2 separate regions of the Hordeum vulgare genome follow, and region 2 is linked to region 1. The links are chromatin contacts, called in public Hi-C maps. All regions are on one chromosome and are shown on one strand. The core of a region is the stretch at or near the end of the contact, and the rest is flanking DNA. Distances in the headings are between cores, read along the strand shown. Region 1 holds the start of LOC123403705 (F-box protein At5g03100-like). Region 2 holds the start of LOC123404187 (DExH-box ATP-dependent RNA helicase DExH11).

Region 1 (4,470 bases), core at 1,681-4,180:
AAGATCTGCCACATTGCTGCCCTTTGCAGCCGCTCAACTGAATAAATAATCGACATACTGAATACAGCGAGAGCAAGGATGTTCACGAAGTTCCATGTTGGAATATTTTCTATGCCACTACTCCTGCCAAGCTGTATACTGAAATATGTTCACCTATTACTAACATCAATTAAGACTAACATAAACTCAGAATATGGCCATGAAGATAGTGGTTTCTGTAAATGTTAGTAATAAAAAAAAACTCTTTCAGAATCTAACATGCCAGAGGTAAACAAGATACCATAGCGAAGAGACAACATATATTTAAAGGAAGATACACCAAACAAGAAGACAGCATCTCCTAAAGGTTGCACATACATAATCGCTAGTCTGAAAGAGTGGCTATATTGTAATGAAGTTTGCATGACCATATGATTCATACCTTCATAAAGAGAGTACATTTCCATGCTGCTTTGTACTGTCTAAGCTCAAAACATAAGTTTACTTATATGACCAGTTATGAAAAAAGCAGATAGAGTCCATGGCAGCTGTAGATTATACAAACCTATCTGCCATAACATAACTTTAATGTTAGGGCAATAGTAGATTATAGAGAATTTAGGGAGGAAAGGGGTAGTGGTAGAAGATGAAAAGACGCAGATCTTGACACCTCACATTTGAACCATCTTGCCAGAATATCTGAAGTACAAATTTGCGAAAATGTTCTACCATACTCTGTTTGTGTCAGTTTACTTATATGACCAATTATGAAAAAAAGCAGATAAGAGTCCATGGCAGCTGTAGATTATACAAACCTATCTGCCATAACATAACTTTAATGTTAGGGCAATAGTAGATTATAGAGAATTTAGGGAGGAAAGGGGTAGTGGTAGAAGATGAAAAGACGCAGATCTTGACACCTCACATTTGAACCATCTTGCCAGAATATCTGAAGTACAAATTTGCGAAAATGTTCTACCATACTCTGTTTGTGTCCCAGATTTGTATTGCATGCCTTTTGCCTAACAGCTATAAATGTAATGATTTAGAATGAGCAATCAAACTACAGCGCTGTTGCTAATTTCAAGCTAAAATCTGATGAAGACTTCCGAGTGCAGTGGCTGGACCTGAGAACTATCAGGCCCGCTGAAAACTATCTGGGTGCCTGCTGAAGCTCTTTGAAGAATTTCTGCCTTTCGAGAAAGGGGCAGCACATCTGGCTGAACCTTTCGGAGCCCTTGTGGGTGATCCTCTTTAGGAGCAACCAGGAATAATTTCTGAAGGCAACTGGCCCTCGTCAGCAGAAAGTCCAGCAGACGCATCTCATTGTGATGCCCCTTGAAGTTTGTCATCTTGGCCAGCTGAAGGTTTTCTAAACCCTCTTCAGGCCGTTCTTCCTCTGGCACCTCCAAGTAAGTCCTCGTGAACGAATCATGGGTGTTTGTTGGTAGCTGTCATATTAAGTGCCATATATTGAGAATCAAAACATCCAGGCATACATATAACGGATGGATGGACTATGATCAAATAAATTGGGCATAAAGACAACAACCTGCACGAAGAACCTCTCCAACTGAGGACAGGAACAGGTCTTGAGGAAGCTATAAATGTCTGCGAGGTTGGAGTTGGCCATCCCGAACATGAGCAACTGAAGCTCCTTCAATCTGCGGAGGTTGGTCTCCTTGACGATGGTGGCTAGTGACGCAGACACATACTAGAGGTAGACAGGATAGAGAAAGTATAAGCGTATAGGCAATGGAAAGTGCTGCATCAGAAGGAAACGGAATAGATGCGGAGACGAACCTGGAGGGCAATGCTGCATATGGTGAGGGTGGTGATATGGGCAAGGTAAGGAACCGACGAGGGCAAATTGGTGGACGGCAAGCCGGCTTCTGGCCCGCCCGAGCAGAGATAGAGATCCTGGAAACAGTCTCCGACGCCGGAGAAAAGGTTGCTGCAGAGGAAGGGCCCGCTAAACCGGAAGGAGCGGAGGCGGCGTGCGGCGGGGACCCGCAGCTCGGTGGTGCGTGAGCAGTCGACGACGGTGAGGCTCCTGAGGTTGGCGGCCCCGACGGTGGTGAAGTCGATGCGGCGTAGGTGGCGGCAGTAGCGGAGCTCGAGGTCGCGGAGGCAGGGGCAGGCAGCGACGACCCGGCGCAGCGCGGCGTCGGTGATGGAGACGGAGTGGAGGTGGATGACCTCGAGCGTGGCGACCATGGCGTTGGCGGAGGCGGTGAGGTGGAGCCCACGCACCGAGAGGCGTGCCAGGAGCGGGCTCCCGACGGGGAAGTGCACGGAGAGGGCTCCGGCGCGGCGCTGGCCCCCGCGCGCGCCGCGTCCGCCGGCGCCGTCGAGGCGGAGCTGCAGGTCCTCGACGCCGCAGGCCGCGGCGTAGTCGACGCAGCGCTTGAGGTCGGGCTGCGTGAGCTGGCCCGCGTGGAAGGCGAGGGAGAAGACGTCGACCCGGCGCCGCCCGCGCCGGTCGACGGCCGCGAGCTGGGCCTGGGCCCCCGAGGGCCCCGGCGGGACGCGGAGGCGGAGCGAGGAGGGCACCGGCCAGCGCTGCTCCCACAGGTCCCGCCACCGCGAGGAGAGCGCGCCGGTGCGGATGGCGCACTTGAGCGGCAGCAGGCTGAGAATCTGCAGCCGCAGCGCGTCCGGGAGCTCCGAGATGCGGTCCTCCCACCCCGCCGTGCGCCGCCGCTCCATCTCCATCCTCCTCCTCTTCCCCCTCCTCTCCCCTACCCCGTCCGCATCGACCTGGATTCGCAGGTGGGGGCGTGATGGGCTGGCCGCGTGCGTGCGTGCGTGCCGCTGGGGTCACTGGACCGGGACGGCGAAGGCGAAGGGGGGAGGGAGAGACGTGTGGAGGCGTCTCGCCGGTGCGGTGCGCGTTGCGTCTCCCCTTCCAATCCCTCTCTCCTCTTGCCTCTTGGCCCGTCCCTCGTCTACCACTCTTCTACCTTTGTTTGGTGCGGCGGTCAGCACTCAGCAGCAGCCCGTCCGTCCGTCTCTCCCTCCATCCATCCATCCATCCCCGGCCCGCGTCGCGTCCGCACCGTTGCGTCGCGTCGCGTCGGCGTTGCGTACGCATCGGTCGGTCGCGTCGGGCGCCCCACCCTTTTTGGTTTCGGCCTCGTGCCCGGTCGCCGGATCGCCCCGTTTCACACGGCGCGTTCGCATCCTTCCTCTCCTCTCGCCCAGCCAGACAGCTGCTTTCCGAACGGCTTCGTTGCTTTCTTTTCCGAAAGAAAATTTTGATGGAGTGATAAACAATTCCTTCATTCCGGCCTCCGCCGTTTTGTGCTCTGCGCTCGTTTCACACCCTTTCGGAGGCCACCACCACCTCCATTTCTATGTTTTTCTTGCCCCTTCTCTTTTCTGGAAAGGGGGAGATCCTTTCGTGTTCGCGTGGCCCGTTGCTTGGTTGGGATTATATTGAGCTGACCCGCGGAGTGACCCAATCATCTTGCAGATGTGACAAACAGTCAAGATGCGTTATTTGATGGGGAGTGATCTGGGCCGGTCGCACCCTGTGCGTCGGATCTGGTCACCTTGGCCGTTGGACTCCTTTCTCGCCCATAACCTTCAATCGACGAACGCGAGCCTCTCGTCGGCCGTCTTTGTCCAACATGCAGTGGAGCTCCCCCGGCGCCCGCCCTCCCGGTCGAGCGGTCCTTCTCACGTCGCCACCCCTCGTCGGCTGTCTTCGTCCAACATGCAGCGGAGCTCCCCCGGCGCCCGTCCTCCCGGTCGAGCAGTCCTTCTCACGTCGTCACCCCTCGTCAGCCGTCTTCGTCCAACATGCAGCGGAGCTCCCCCGGCCCCCGCCCTCCCGGTCGAGCGGTCCTTCTCCCGCCGCCACCCCTCGTCGGCCGTCCTCGTTGCTGGTCGTCGTCCTAGGCGGCCGTCCTCATTGTTGGTCGTCGTTCTTGCATCTCGTGTCGTTGCCGCTCGCCATCGTTGTCAAGAAAAGCTTCAATCATGGGAAAAAAGCTTAAAAGCGGCGCCAAGAAAAGGATTTGTTTTTCAAAACTACTACTTATTTTATAATAAATTGGAAAAGCATATGTGCATTTTTTAAAATGTCAAAACTAGCACCCCGTCAGTCTCTGGTGGGCCGACGGGGGACCTGTCGGCCTGTGGGAGGCCGAAGTGGGCCTGTCGACCTGCGGGTGGCCGAAGAGCCACCTGTCGGCCTCGGGGTGGCCGAAGAGGGCCCATCGGCCTCCGGAGGCCAAAAACCCCTGGATAACCCCTGCCGAGCCTTCTTCCTCCTCATTTCCTAGTTCCTCTTCTCTCTCTCGTTTTTCTTCCCTCATTTCGCCCCCCCTCCGATCTCCTCCATCCTCCGCCCATTTTCCTATTCAATCCGTTGAATCAATACATCCTACCGATCTCCACCGGCCTACGGTCTCATTTTGTGCCATGATGGTGGGGTGGTGGAGGTGTGGATGGTGAGGAGATGGTGTGGTGGAGAGGAAGAAGAAG
Region 2 (4,250 bases), core at 122-2,621, 280 kb after region 1:
TTTGAAGCAGACTTTTTTGACGACCTTGAAGAAGCTACTCAAACTGAAAGTCAGGTGGCATCGCCTATGATGAGAAGTGAAGTAGATCCTATTCGGAACTGCAAATGGATAGGCTTACCGCTTACATAACAGAAAGCATATCATGAAGGCGCAGTTGAACGAAGCGAGTTGCAGACGTGCACAAACTTTACATGGGCATAGAAGAATGGAAAAAAATATGTGGCATAAATAACTTAAATGCAATATGGTAGTTGTCATTGTATTTTCTGTTTGCTTTAGTTACAAACATGGTAGTTGTTGTTGTAGTTTCTGTTTGCTTTTGTTACAATATAAACAATCCTTCATAACATGTGGAGAAAAAAATCACTACACCTTCATGCGGTTTAGGCATGTCTCTTTTGACCTGTATACATACAAAGACACACAACAGAAATATGAGGACCTTTGGAGAAAAAAATTCCTTCCATGGGTCCGGTTCCCCATAGAAACAATTGTCAATGAACTAAATGAAATAATGAGTTTTCAATACCCAACTATGCCAGCAAGGTCCAAATTATAGTACAGGAATCCTCTCAGAAAGGAAATACAGGCATTGTTCAATTCATTATAGTCATGAACAACTCTTTCGGCCATTTGGACTTAATTGAATATATTTAAAATCTATAATCATGCAGGTCATCTTATGATCTACGGATATTAAATTTTACGGAAAAAAGTAAAATAAGACTGCTAAAATAATGATCATTGGAATTGCTATATCTCTTACAAAAATCAAATTTTCAAGTTTGTGCCGAGCAGTTTCTGCCTTTATTTACAACTTAACTTTCAATTGCTACTGATACAGATGCAGGTAGCTGTTCTTCGGAGCTGCTGGGCAACCATTCATATAGAGGAAATTATTTCTATTAGTACCTTTTATTTTCTTTTGCTTGGAGAGTTTGTATATGTATTAGTCGCTACTATATATAATCATTTGTCATATGTTTACATACCTACTTGCATTTCAAAGGCGGTGCGGAGTTCAAGTAGATGTTGACGAAGAACATGATGGAAGGGGGGTCAAATACGAAATACATGATTCAAAAATCGACAATCTAACCCGGTGCAACGCACGGGCACTTTTACTAGTTGATCCTTAATACGAAAAGACTAAATACGGACAACTAAAACGATACGATAGAAGTTGTTTTTTAAGGCTGAATTTGCTCACACATCTCATCGGCTTCAGCTAGCCAGCCCGGAGTACGGGTGCCAAACACGCCCCATGTGTTTTTCCGTAAGAAAAAAGCAGTCATGTCGCGCCGGTTGGACATGCTAGAAGCTGGTCGAGTCGCACCGCGTAGCCGAGCGGGCGAAGCCAGTCGACTAGCCAGACAGACCCTACGCATCAGAGTATGCGTGCAGCCGAGCCGACGCCATCCCCAGCCCCCCATCTCCGGCGCCGCCCCGCGGCCCCAACTCCGGCCGCCGCTTAGCTCCGCCCGCGCCCTATTAAGCTTGTGAAGAAGCAGAGTTCATTGGAGAGATTAACGGACCGCCTTGTCGCGGTGGCCTCCATGGACGACCTCACCGCATCGCCGGCGAGCGAGGTGCCGTTCCGCATCAGCTTCTCCGGCCATGGCGGCCACCTCCGCCTCGACCCTACCCCCCACCCGCCCAACCCCGTGCCCGACTTCGTCCTGGTACGCGACCCCCGAAACTCCGTCCCACGCTGCACGTTTTTTACTCAGTGCGAAGTCTGAACCCTAAACCCACCGATGCTGTAATGGCAACCGCAGCCGCCGGCCTACCCGCCCGAGAGTCCCAGCAGCGTGAAGGAGTACCTCGAGGCTAATTACCTCAATCCCGAGCTCTACGTCCCCACCGCGGCCAATGACGGCAGGGTGTGGGATGTAGACTGGTTCGACCTAGCCAGGCCGCCTCTGGAGCCCTCTGCCCCGCGCACCATGCTTGTGCCCGCCTGGGAGCCACCTTTTCGCCGAAGATCGTTGTCCTCGTCGTCCGAGCAGCAAGTTTGGGACCCTGAGTCTGTGCAGATGGAGATGAGCCAAGTGTTCGATTCGGGGAATGGGGGGATGGTGCCACGGATGCCAGGCCCGGCGAAAGACTTTGTGAGGGGGAGAGTCAACAGCCGGCCGTTCCGCCCGGGGGGCCTGCAGGACGATGCAGCTGAGGCGGCAGCATTGGAGAAGGCATTTCCAGAGGGTGCGCGAAATGGCGATTGGGTGCGTGAGCTTATGAGTGGTGGCCCCGCTCTAAACGCTCCGCCAGGGTTCCCCAAGGGATTGGACTTGGGCCAGTTGAAGGTTCGGTCCTTGTTAAATATCGAAGTGTTTGTTCGTTTTACCAAGGAATGATATGGGTGTTCTAAACTGGGGCAGTAACAACTAACAACTAACAACTCCTGTCTTATGTTATATAGGAGTATAACAGCCACTGGAAGTGTTTCCAGGACGGGGAGCATGTTGAGGAACCTGCATCTTCATCAAATGACACGACGGTAACCAGCTTAGATGCTCACGGTTCAACATCCACATCGCTGCAGTTTTGTCATTATATTCTGATTGCCCCATGGTCCTGCAGGATAAGTACTCGGTGCAGTTTGATGATTTGTTCAAGATAGCTTGGGAGGAAGATGATGTCAACATTGTGCCACATGAAGATGATTGTGAGCTGGCTAGAGACGAGGGAGCCAACGGTAATTTATTGCTGCCGTACTTCATATGTTCAAGTCACATGAGTATATTCTCTTGCTTTGAATCGCAGCAGCTACTTTCTACACCTACAGATATGCCATTTTGACTTTTCACAGTCTCAATGCAATAATTTGAATATGTTTTTTAATACTAGCAAAAGACAAAAGCAATGAATTATGAAAGCATTTCTAAGATAGACCAAAGTTTGAAAATGCTGCCCGCAAGGATCACACAAAAACCTACACTTAGAGATGGAATATGAAGTAATTGATAAAATGCCTATTACTACCATGTACAGAGTATGGTTTCTTGTAAAAATAATAATATATACGATACGGTTACTTAAAGAAAGAGCTGTATATATGCTACATGTGCTTCTCAATGCTATTAAGTCTTATATGGTTTGTGTGTTAATCCTTCAATTTCCCATTTGTAGATGTCAATGAACGAAAGGTTGATAAGTTGCAAGATGCTTCTGAAACTCTTCCAATGGCAGACACTGACAAACTGGAAGCTAATATCAGAGGAGATATTTCTGAAGCTCAAACGGACTTGGACAAAATGTTATCATCTGAAGTGAGAGATACCCGCAGAGAAACAAGTGGATTAGTTGATGATAAGCCAGCACAGGAGGGCACGGTGGGTGCACATTAATATTAAAAAAATGCGACTTTTTTCATCTGTTGTGTTTCTTATTCCATTATTTTCATTGGTGCTTGGTGTTGCAGAAGCAGCAACATTTCTGAAGAAAACCGAACCACTGATTGTTATTTGTTTCCATTTCACTCAATAGGATTGGGCACTTGTTGTTGGGGATAATTCTATTGTGACAAACTTCCACAAACTTGTTCCGGATATGGCAATTGACTATCCCTTTGAATTGGATAAGTTCCAGAAGGAGGTAACTACTCATTAGCATCTGTACCTTTTATCCGAATATCTGAAGTTTCCTATGCTGATGAGCATCAGTGTGTTATGCTGTTTAAGAGCCTGAACTACATTTCATTTAACATGATGTTCTATAGGCACAACCATGCCACATGCTTGTGTAGTGGTCCATGCACCAGTGAATCGGTGATAGTGTGGTTCCATATCTCAGTGCTTTGACAGTCTACACCTTGTAAATTACCATGAATAGGAAACATTCAATTTCAATTTACCTAGCAACTATATGATTTTTTTTTTAATTTTATTGGTATTAGTTAGGATGGCACAAAATTTCTTTGTGCATGTGAGCTATCAACATTAAGAAACTTGAAGCTGTCGTCTTTCCATCCTCTTATGCCCTGAAAACTGTGAATAATTATGTGTTTTGAAGTCTCAACCTTAGTTCTGACAAAGCTCATTCACATTTTGAAGGGCTTCAGGTTTATGTATGATACAAGAATTGTGTGCTAAGAACTAATAAAATTGCACTCATATGATTTTACCACCATCTTGTGAAACACTGAGTGGTTGATAGACTAGGAATTCAGCATCCCTTCCAAATTCTCTATCCATCACATGCAGACACTTGTGTTAATACTTATGGTTCACACATTGACTACATATGGA

The links. A called contact is a pair of places that touch in the nucleus more often than the background predicts.
Region 2: a Hi-C map of leaf shows a contact between it and region 1, with 6 times the contacts expected there. The contact joins the promoter of LOC123404187 here to the promoter of LOC123403705 in region 1. A contact is called at or near these places in 3 of 6 Hi-C or Micro-C datasets (leaf and seedling) and 1 of 1 datasets of contacts at active chromatin or transcription factors (embryo).

What each region holds. Positions count from the first base shown.
Region 1 is chr6H:92,037,351-92,041,820 of MorexV3_pseudomolecules_assembly, forward strand. LOC123403705 (F-box protein At5g03100-like) reads right to left here and starts at 2,931. Exons shown (of 3, transcript XM_045097618.1): 1 at 1,783-2,931; 2 at 1,532-1,693; 3 at 643-1,430. The coding sequence starts at 2,694. The coding sequence ends at 1,068.
Region 2 is chr6H:92,321,433-92,325,682 of MorexV3_pseudomolecules_assembly, forward strand. It overlaps LOC123404187 (DExH-box ATP-dependent RNA helicase DExH11), which reads left to right and starts at 1,372. Exons shown (of 22, transcript XM_045098102.1): 1 at 1,372-1,682; 2 at 1,779-2,306; 3 at 2,423-2,500; 4 at 2,584-2,698; 5 at 3,133-3,335; 6 at 3,490-3,597. The coding sequence starts at 1,557.